Linked DNA regions of Sus scrofa: region 2 is linked to region 1. Evidence: chromatin contacts called from public Hi-C data. All regions are on one chromosome and are shown on one strand. The core of a region is the stretch at or near the end of the contact, and the rest is flanking DNA. Distances in the headings are between cores, read along the strand shown.

What was found. A called contact is a pair of places that touch in the nucleus more often than the background predicts.
Region 2: a Hi-C map of liver shows a contact between it and region 1, with 2.9 times the contacts expected there. The contact joins two enhancer-like sites. A contact is called at or near these places in 1 of 5 promoter capture datasets (liver), 15 of 47 Hi-C or Micro-C datasets (alveolar macrophages, embryonic fibroblasts, fetal heart ventricle and 9 more) and 1 of 2 datasets of contacts at active chromatin or transcription factors (skeletal muscle).

The regions. Positions count from the first base shown.
Region 1 is chr7:113,176,152-113,180,569 of Sscrofa11.1, reverse strand. No RefSeq gene overlaps it. Among named protein-coding and RNA genes, the nearest start is that of PPP4R3A, 29 kb to the right of the region's middle. Within about 2 kb of position 1,294, at least 4 of the 83 cell types and tissues checked have an H3K27ac peak or open chromatin away from gene starts, as enhancers often do. A contact at or near this core is called in liver, where this site is marked.
Region 2 is chr7:113,456,230-113,460,613 of Sscrofa11.1, reverse strand. All of the region lies in intron 5 of FBLN5 (fibulin-5), which reads left to right. Among named protein-coding and RNA genes, the nearest start is that of FBLN5, 68 kb to the left of the region's middle. Within about 2 kb of position 3,068, at least 18 of the 83 cell types and tissues checked have an H3K27ac peak or open chromatin away from gene starts, as enhancers often do. A contact at or near this core is called in liver, where this site is marked.

The DNA.
Region 1 (4,418 bases), core at 45-2,544:
TTTATTTATATGATGTAAACAAAAAGTTGATGAGTATATTCTCCTAATACTTGTTATGAGCTCTGATTTTTCCATTCTATTCGACTTTATTTTTTAAATTGTTTGAAATTCTCTAAATTAAATTTATCACTCAGTAATGGTCTACAAATCATTATCTAAAATCAATTGTCCTTGATGTAATTCCTGGTCAGTTATAGATTTGCAAACATCTCCTGATCTGTCATATCTCTGTTAATTTTGCCAAATGAGTACTTTGTTTATCAGAAATCTTTCATTTTGGTGGATTCAAATTTATTCATTATTTGAGTTCTAGGAAACTTCCCTCCACTCTAGTTCACATACATATTCTCCTACATGTTCTTCAGTTAGATTTATACATTTACCTTTTGAATTTAGGACTTCAGTCTGAGACCCAACTTTTTAATTTTTTTTTTTTTTTTTTTTTTTTTTTTTTGCTTTTTAGGGTCACACCCATGGCACATTGAGGTTCCCAGGCTAGGGATCCAATCAGAGCTACAGCCACTGGTCTACATCAGAGCCACATCTTCGACCTACACCACAGCTCATGGCAATGCCAGATCCTTAATCCACTGAGCGAGGCCAGGGATCAGATCTGCAACGTCATGGTTCCTAGTTGGATTGGTTTCCACTGCACCATGATGAGAACTCCCAACTTTTCAAATTTAATATAAGGTTAAGGATTCAACTTTATTTTCTTTACCTTTGTCTATAAAATGAGCTAATTTGGCCAGTACCATCAACTTAAGAATTTTTTTTTTTTTGCCATTCCTTGGTGGTACCTTATTTATCATATGTCAAATTGCCACATAATGTCAGGTGATTTGTCTCTTAGTCCATTTGTTTTTATACTAGTACTTTATCGTCTAATCATTTTTAATGGGATTTCTATCAAAGGCAGAAATCAGTCAAGGGGATAGATTGTTTTCAGGCAAGAGGGAGGCCTCCAGGATCCAAAGATCAGCCTGTTGGTGCAGGGGATCTGCCTCAGACTTTGATAGGGAAACAAGTTGCAGGAGGGGTGATTTATAGTTGGCGTTGTTTTTCCAGAAGAGGTCTCAGTCAGTTGTGTGAACAGGAAATGTTTTCTCTGTGGTCAGTTAGTTTCAGGGAACAAACAGTTTTAATCATAGCAAATCAATCATGAAATGGAAAATGGGAAGTTGGAGGGTCAGGCTCTGGCCTTGTCAGCAAGTTCAGGCAAAAGAGGAAAGGTCAGTGTTTGGCCTTGTCAGTGACCCCTCTCCTCCAGTACAAACATCATCTGTCTTAGAACAATCTCAGTAATTTCTGAGATTGGGGTTTTGGTCAAGGCTCAGTGAGACTGTCCATGGAGTCAGCAGTTCTCATGGGCATCTCCCTGGAGCACTAGATGAATCATGTCTTGAGCTCTGATGGTGGTCTGAAGCTGAGAAAGGGTTCTGGAGGAAAGGCACTTAATTAGGAGGGTACTTATAAAAGAAAGCAGGAAATTGATTCTTAGAGGATGTGTTAAGAAATAAAACCAAGGCTAACGAGAACCAGTCTCGTGGATGCCTGGACACTGGTGTGGAGATCCTTCCATGGTGGAGTCAGGACCATGGAGGCAACGCAGTGAATTCCTTGGAGCATCTCACATGTCCTGCTTATGAGTAGAGGTCAGAGAGGTTGGCAGCGGGGAGGCGGGGACAAGTATGAAACAACTGGGGACCCTGCATGTTTGTAAATAAATGAAGAATAGAGAAGGGAACGGGAAAGAGGGCAGAAATGGAAAGGAATAGGGGAGACATGGCTCAGGAAGTTCTGAAACTAAAGGACAATAGAAAAATTAAAGAATGATGAGAAGGATACAGAGGAGGAACGTGAAGGGGATTGGGCAAGGTAATCCCAGGCAATTGTGTTCCAGGATCATCAGCGGAAGCTGACCCCATTGTGATGCCATCTGCTTGTTCCACAGTTCTTGAGGAAGCAGTTTATCTCATGTCATCATCTGCTTCTGGGAGCTCTCAGGGAGCCTCAGTTTAAGGCCTGATATGGGGATGAATTTTCCTAACTTCAAAATAAGACTTGTATTTTTAAAAGATTGAAACATGAAAAGTCATATTCCTTATCATTTTGCAGCAACATGAGTGGTTAAGAAGACAGTATAAGATTCCCTCTACCTGGGTTCAACAGTGGTCTTTTCGTGTTTGTTTTGGTTTTTGGCCACACCCACAGCATGCAGAAATTCCCAGCCCAGGGATCAAACCCCTGCCACAGCAGTGACAACACCAGATCCCTAATTGCTAGGCTACCAGGGAACTCCTTTTGGTAGTATTTTTTTTTTCTGACCACCAAGTCTTCAACCTGAGATCATTAAGGGCTGAGGTGGGATACCTGGGGGAAAGATAGACTTGTGCTCTTGCCAATAAATATGAGTGTACTGAATAAGACCTTGCCAGTATTGAAGATTATCAGAATGAATCAGATTTGAATCTCCTATGGTCCAGCAAGAGTAAGGAATCTTCATGGAGCAGCCAGTAATTATTTTCATAAAGAGATAATCAATGTTGAGAGGAAAGTGAGGATCAGAGGATCATTAGGGTTAAAGGCAAGACTTTGGGCCACGTTAGGTTGAAGTTCCTCAGAGTGTGACTAATTTGAATGTACGAGTGCCATTGGCCCATTCCATGTTTTGAGTGGTAAGGATGGTAAGGACAATACAGTTTTTATGAGCCTGTAAGTACTTAGCCATGAAGTGAGTTCTATCACCAGAGAGGAACAGAGGGAGGAATTGCCCAAGTGGGAAAAATTCTAGCAGCAGCTTAGCTCAAGCTGTGGCCATTGACTGTTTGCAGGAGAAAGCTGCCACATATTCTTTTTAGAATATAGGCTGTGATTAGACCATACGTGTACCCATGAGACCTTGGGAGTTCCAGAATCCATTTGCCAGTGGAGAAAGGGACTGCCACCCATGCTCCACCTTTGCCTTTTTACCAGGATTGTGTTTCTGGCGGATGGGACAAATTGAAGATAGCTGTTCAGGATGAGAGCTGAAGCATCCTGCCAATATTTGCAGGAGACCTTTCGTATTTCCTCTATCAAGATGGGTAACTTATGAAGGCTCTGGACCACAAGTAAGAGGAAAATACTTGAGCCATTGGGCTTCAATAAAGCCGATGAAGTGTAAGAATGTGAAAGAAGATAAACCATAATGGTAGCAAGATTAAAAGAAATGTGAGACTTCCATATGCAATTGGATGGAAAAAAAAAAACAAATTTTAAAGCTGGAGGAGGTTCCCTGGTGGCTCAGCGGCTTAAGGATCTGGTGTTGCCACTGCTGTGGCTCTAGTTACTACTCTGGCGTGCATTCAGTCCCTAGCCCAAGAGCTTCCACATGCCGTGGGTGCAGCCAAATAAATAAATAAATAGAGCTAGAGAAAATGCATACTTTTCTAACAAATTCTGAATTACCAGAATAGGCCCTTTACATAGAAAGTTCTATGCCTTAAGAAATGAAATAGAATCTTAACATGAACCAGTTATCATAAAAGAGAATGCAAAGTGTATTAAACAACTATCACTGAAATAAAACCAGAATCAGAGAGATTAACAGCTGAGATTTATTTAACCTGTAAGGAATAGATAACATAATTCCAATGTTATTTGATAATTTAGACACCATAGGAAAAAAGTGAGAAATCTCAGATCTTTTTATAAAGCTTATATAACTTTTAAGAATAAAAATAATTCACTTTTGAAAGTAGGCACAAAAATTCCAAATAAAATATTAGTAAATAGAATCCAGCAGTATCGCAAATGAATAATGCAACCAGGTCAAGTAGTACATTCCAGGAATGCAAGGATGTTTCAGTATCAGGAAGCTAATCCACATATTTCATTACAGATGCATAAGTTAAAAAAGAAAAATTAAACAATCGTATCATTTCATCCTTAAAAAGCATTTGATAAAATTCAGCAGCTCTTCCTTTTAAAAACTAGGCAAAATCAATAGCAAATAGCATTTTAAAATGGCAAAACACTAAAGCCACATTGATGAAAACCAGGAAGGTGAACAAACATTTGTGGAACAAAGGTACTCGAAGTCCCTCCATGGAACCCCTTCTAGAATATAAACACCATGTATCTGGGGACTTTGTTTTATTCCCCAGTGTGTTCTCTAGAACACCCTAGAACACTGCCTGATTCTCAGCAAATATTCAGTCAACATCTGCTCAGCAAATATTTCAACACCATCAGGAAAAAAACAGGACTACCTGCTAGTGTTAAAATTCCCAACATTATCTAGGAAGTCATAGCAAGAAAAGGAGGATGAAGAAATGAAGTATCTGGTTTACCGCTTGAAAAGCAAAGATAAAAACCATCTATTTGCTGCTGGTATTATTTTATACCCAGGAAGCCTAAAATAGTCTAATAAGAAA
Region 2 (4,384 bases), core at 1,819-4,318, 280 kb before region 1:
TGGTTAGATAGTGATGGAGTCAGAAGTGGTCGCAGGGTCTCTGGCCCCAGGCGTGGGGAAGAGAACAGGTGCCAATTCCATTATCAATAGAAATGACTGGCAGGGAGTGTTCGTTGTTGATAAAGGGCTGATTGGTTCACTGGGGTGAATTTGCACACCTGGATATTCTCACAGCCAGCACCAGCCCGAGGGTTTTGTCCTGAGCCTGGAAACTGGATTGGGTTTCTTGGTTGTGCCCTAATAGGTTCTGTTGGTGCCCATTTTCAGGCCGGGAAAAGGTGTATCTTTTCTCTCCTCTGATGTTCCCCACTCCTGTGATTGATGAGAATACACTTCTCCCTCTTCTGGGACATCTGGCTCTTTAGGAGGAAAGAGGAAACGTGGCGGACACCATCAGGCCAAGCACATGGCGTGTCAAAGCCTCTGGATGTTGGGGACCCTCTCAGATCAGCCCTAGGTGAAGACTGGGGTGGGGAGAAGGCCCGGGCGCTCTGGAGGCAGGGGCTAAAGCGCTGCTGGGGCAGCAGCTGTCCGCTGGACATCCCTCATTCCACAGAGTGAGATCCAGGCTTTCAAAGACGTGGATGGCTGACCTGGCTTTTGCTCCTGTCCCGTCATGTAACTGACTTTCCCCTCTTGCTTCCAGAAAAGTCCAAGAACAAAGTATCTTCATGGCCAATGTCATGCACCTGCCGGCTTTCCGTCATGCACCTGCCGGCTTTCCATCACGCCAGACACTGTGTTATGTGCTTTAGGGCACACATGTGAATAAGACCCATTTCTCGTTTTCAAGAAACCTGCGGTTTAGTGGAGGGAGATGGAGCCATACATGGCTCATTATGTAAAGTAATGTGAAGCGCTCCCAAACCAGATGTGCTTATTGGCACACATTTGAGCATAAGAGGAGGCTCGAAGTGCTCTGTTGCTGAGGGGTAAAAAGACAGCTGTGAGGTTTCTAAGGAGGGCAAATAAAATGCTGGGTGGTAGAGCCACGTGATCGTTTTTGTGTCTTGGATGGGTTTGGAGGTTGTGTTTAGCTTGCTTTCAGGGCCAGAGACTGGAGGCCTGCAGACTGGTATGGAGTTATTACAATATCTGGAGAAAAGACAGCGAGGCCTTGGAATTTGGAGTGGGGAGGGGGGCAGAGAAGGGAGGTAAAATGCAGTTGCTTATCCACTCCAAATGCAAGTGTTTGCATTAACCCTAAACTCCTGAGCAATGAGGTCCTGCTGTACAGAACAGGGGACTATATCTAGTCACTTGTGATGGAACATGATGGAGGATAATGTGAGAAAAAGAATGTATATATGTATGTATGTATGACTGGGTCACTTTGCTATACAGTAGAAATGGACTATAAATCAACTAGAATGGAAAAAATAAAAATTAAAAAAAGAATGTGCAAGATTTCCAGAAGGAGACTAGGGTGTAGGGGGAAGGATTTAAGAACGACTGAGCTTTAGAGCTGGGGATCTGGGGAAAGGATGACATGAACTGGGGCAGTGCTGGGGACTGGGGACAAAGAGATCACAGACCGTGGCACTGAGCACGATGCAGACCTGGGGATGTGGGGGAGGAAGAGGCTCAGAGGAAACCAGGAGATGGAGCCTCCGGGGAGATGTGGTGGAGATCCTGGGATTTAAGAGCTAAGGTATTTATAGACTGTGTTGGTGAAAAAGGGATGGTCTGTATTGAAGGAAAGAGTCGATTCTCCTAATTGGAATCTTTTGCATATTGTTTCCTTTGGCTGCGCCCACAGCATATAGAAATTCCCGGGCCAGGCATTGCACCCACGCCACAGCAGTGACCTGAGCTGCTGCAATGACATACCGGATCCTTAACCAGCTGGGCCACAAGGGAACTCCTCTTTTGTACTTTTGGACATCACTTTGGGGGCAGTATTTCCAAGAACTCAAGTAAGATCCAGGGAACGGAGTTAACTCTTAGGAAATCAAACCGCTGTCATCAGCCTGAAGGAGAGGGAAGCTTCTCAAGGAGCCCAGTGCTCTGAGCACAACCACTGCAGGGGGAAGTAAGGGCCGTGTCTGCCCAGGAAAGCCTTCAGCTTGGTTTAGACTCTGCTGAGAACTGCTAAATAAGACCTAAAAATCACACTATTTTGGTAACCAGCAGGTTTGACCTTAGAGAAGAATCTGCTTAGGACTTGCCAGCTTGAGTTTGGAACACTTAATTCCCTCCTAGACTTTCTTGAACAGCTTCTTAAACTCTGAGCAGGTTGCATGGATACAGAACCAAACAGCACTCACAGTAATCTAGCACCTTGCCTTGTGAAGTGTGGTCCCTGGGCCAGCAGCGTTGACACCACCTGGGAGCTTATTAGAAATGCAGAATCCACCAGATTAGAGCCTGCATTTCAATAAAATCCCCATGGATTCATATGCACATTAAAGTCTGAGAGGTATTGGTCTGGCACAGCAAGTTCCAGATACGGTTTTGCACTAGAATCATTTAGGTAATTTTAAGCTGCTTTTCCAAGCCTCCACCCCAGACTTTCCGATGTAGTCTGGTGATTTTCTTGGGTAGCTAGCTCTGGGACCCACTGACTTGTATAGTTTCAGAAATCCTTTTGTGATGAGGGGCAAATGGCAAGAGTCTTAGTAAATGGAAAACTAGTTTGAGCTCCATGTTTGTTTGGCTTATAATCATTATGGCTAAAGTCTCATGCCCTTAAAAACATGTATCATGTCTACATTGGCATTGAGCCACCTGTTCCTGATTCTCAGGACAATTTGATGAAAGGTGCTCAAGAAGGAACAAATATATCATTCCCCCCTCACTCCCCTCCCACCCCTGAAATGTTTGACCATTCATACATTGTCAAAAGTTGAATGGGCTTGACCAATTCACTGCCCAGTTTGAAAGCGACAAAAGTCAGCTGATGTTTACCAAGCACTCTGATGAAAAGAATTACCCAAGACCCAAACAATGTGATCCTTGTTAGTTGCATAGTTTATTTCTGTAGAAGATCAGAGCCAGAAGGGCCTTTCAGAGCTTTCCTCCAAGCTCTTGGGTAGAAAAAGAGAATCCAGGGAGAGATGGGCAGCTGCATTCCAACTGGTTTCATCCGAGAGGAAAGGACTTTTTGTTGTTTGCAAAATGGACCACATATTTGGTGCCTCATTAGAGGCACCAAACTTTGTATCCTAAGCTTAATATCAAGCACTGGGAAAAGTGCTGTAAACACAGAAAGATCTGGCTCCTGCTGGCTGCCCAGAGCCCATAAGACACATGGAATGCAGATGTCCTGGGAATTCAACAAGCGCGTTCTCAAACGCTGAGGTCTTTAATTAAGCAGGTGTTTTGGAAGTTGGTGCTGTGGAGTGTCCAGCCTTGGCGGAGCTTGTCTCGCTGAAAGATGGCACCGATCCAGCCCAGCAGCAGGCCTGAAATTGGCTTCAACTGGAGGCATTGGAATGTGCCATTGTTATTTTCTTCTTTCTTATCAAGCCCCATTAGCTCGAGCGAGGAAGGAACAGAAACAGGCTGGGAAAACATGTTGTTTCACTGGGTAAAAATTTACTACCAAGGAAATGATTTGTCTGTGTCCAAAAAAAGGACTCGTGGAGGCCTTTGGAAAGGTGCAGTCTTCCAAACGCTCTTGGACAGTTTCTCCCAGTGTCACCTAGCGAGAATGTTTCCCTTTGGCTGATGGCTGTTCTCACACAAGAACCCAGACATTCAGCTGAGGGCGCGTACACAGCTTCACGAAGTCAGCCCTTGCTTATTCACAGGACCGGAGGAGAGAAGTCACAGGAAGGGGGACGGATCGCAGAGGGTGTTAAGGTTGATCTTATTTGGCCGTGGAATTCAGTAAGACACGCGTTCCCTTAGGCTTTCCGACGTTGCTCATTACAGAATCACAGATGGATCCATCAATGCTAAAGTGCAAAGGCGGTACCCAAGACCTCATGAGAGAACGTACCCTGCCTTTTTTTCACCTCTAGTTTTAATCTCTGGCCACGTGTCTGGGGCTCTGGCAAGGAGAAGCTCTGCTGTGGTTGAACCATAGAAGTAATCACGTCCCACAGCCCGCTGAGCTCCAGTGCTATCATTGCGGAGTCTTCTGAATCCCAGAACAAAGCCTGCAGCCAGCAGAGGCTAAGCTGCCCCTGTCTTTGGCAGCTGTCAGAAGCAGAACCTTTCTGGGGGAGGGAACTAAACTTTCCTGGGTACCTTCTATGTGCCAGGCAGCGGCGATGGGACCTGTGAGCACACTGACTTAACGAATTCTCAGGGCATCCTAGGAGGCAGGCTGCTGTAGCTCTAGTTTGCAGAACACCTCAGCATCCCTGAGGTTAACAGCTTGCTCAGTGATATTCAGTTATCAGGTGCAGGAGCCTGGGTTCATGCCCTGCTCTGCTTG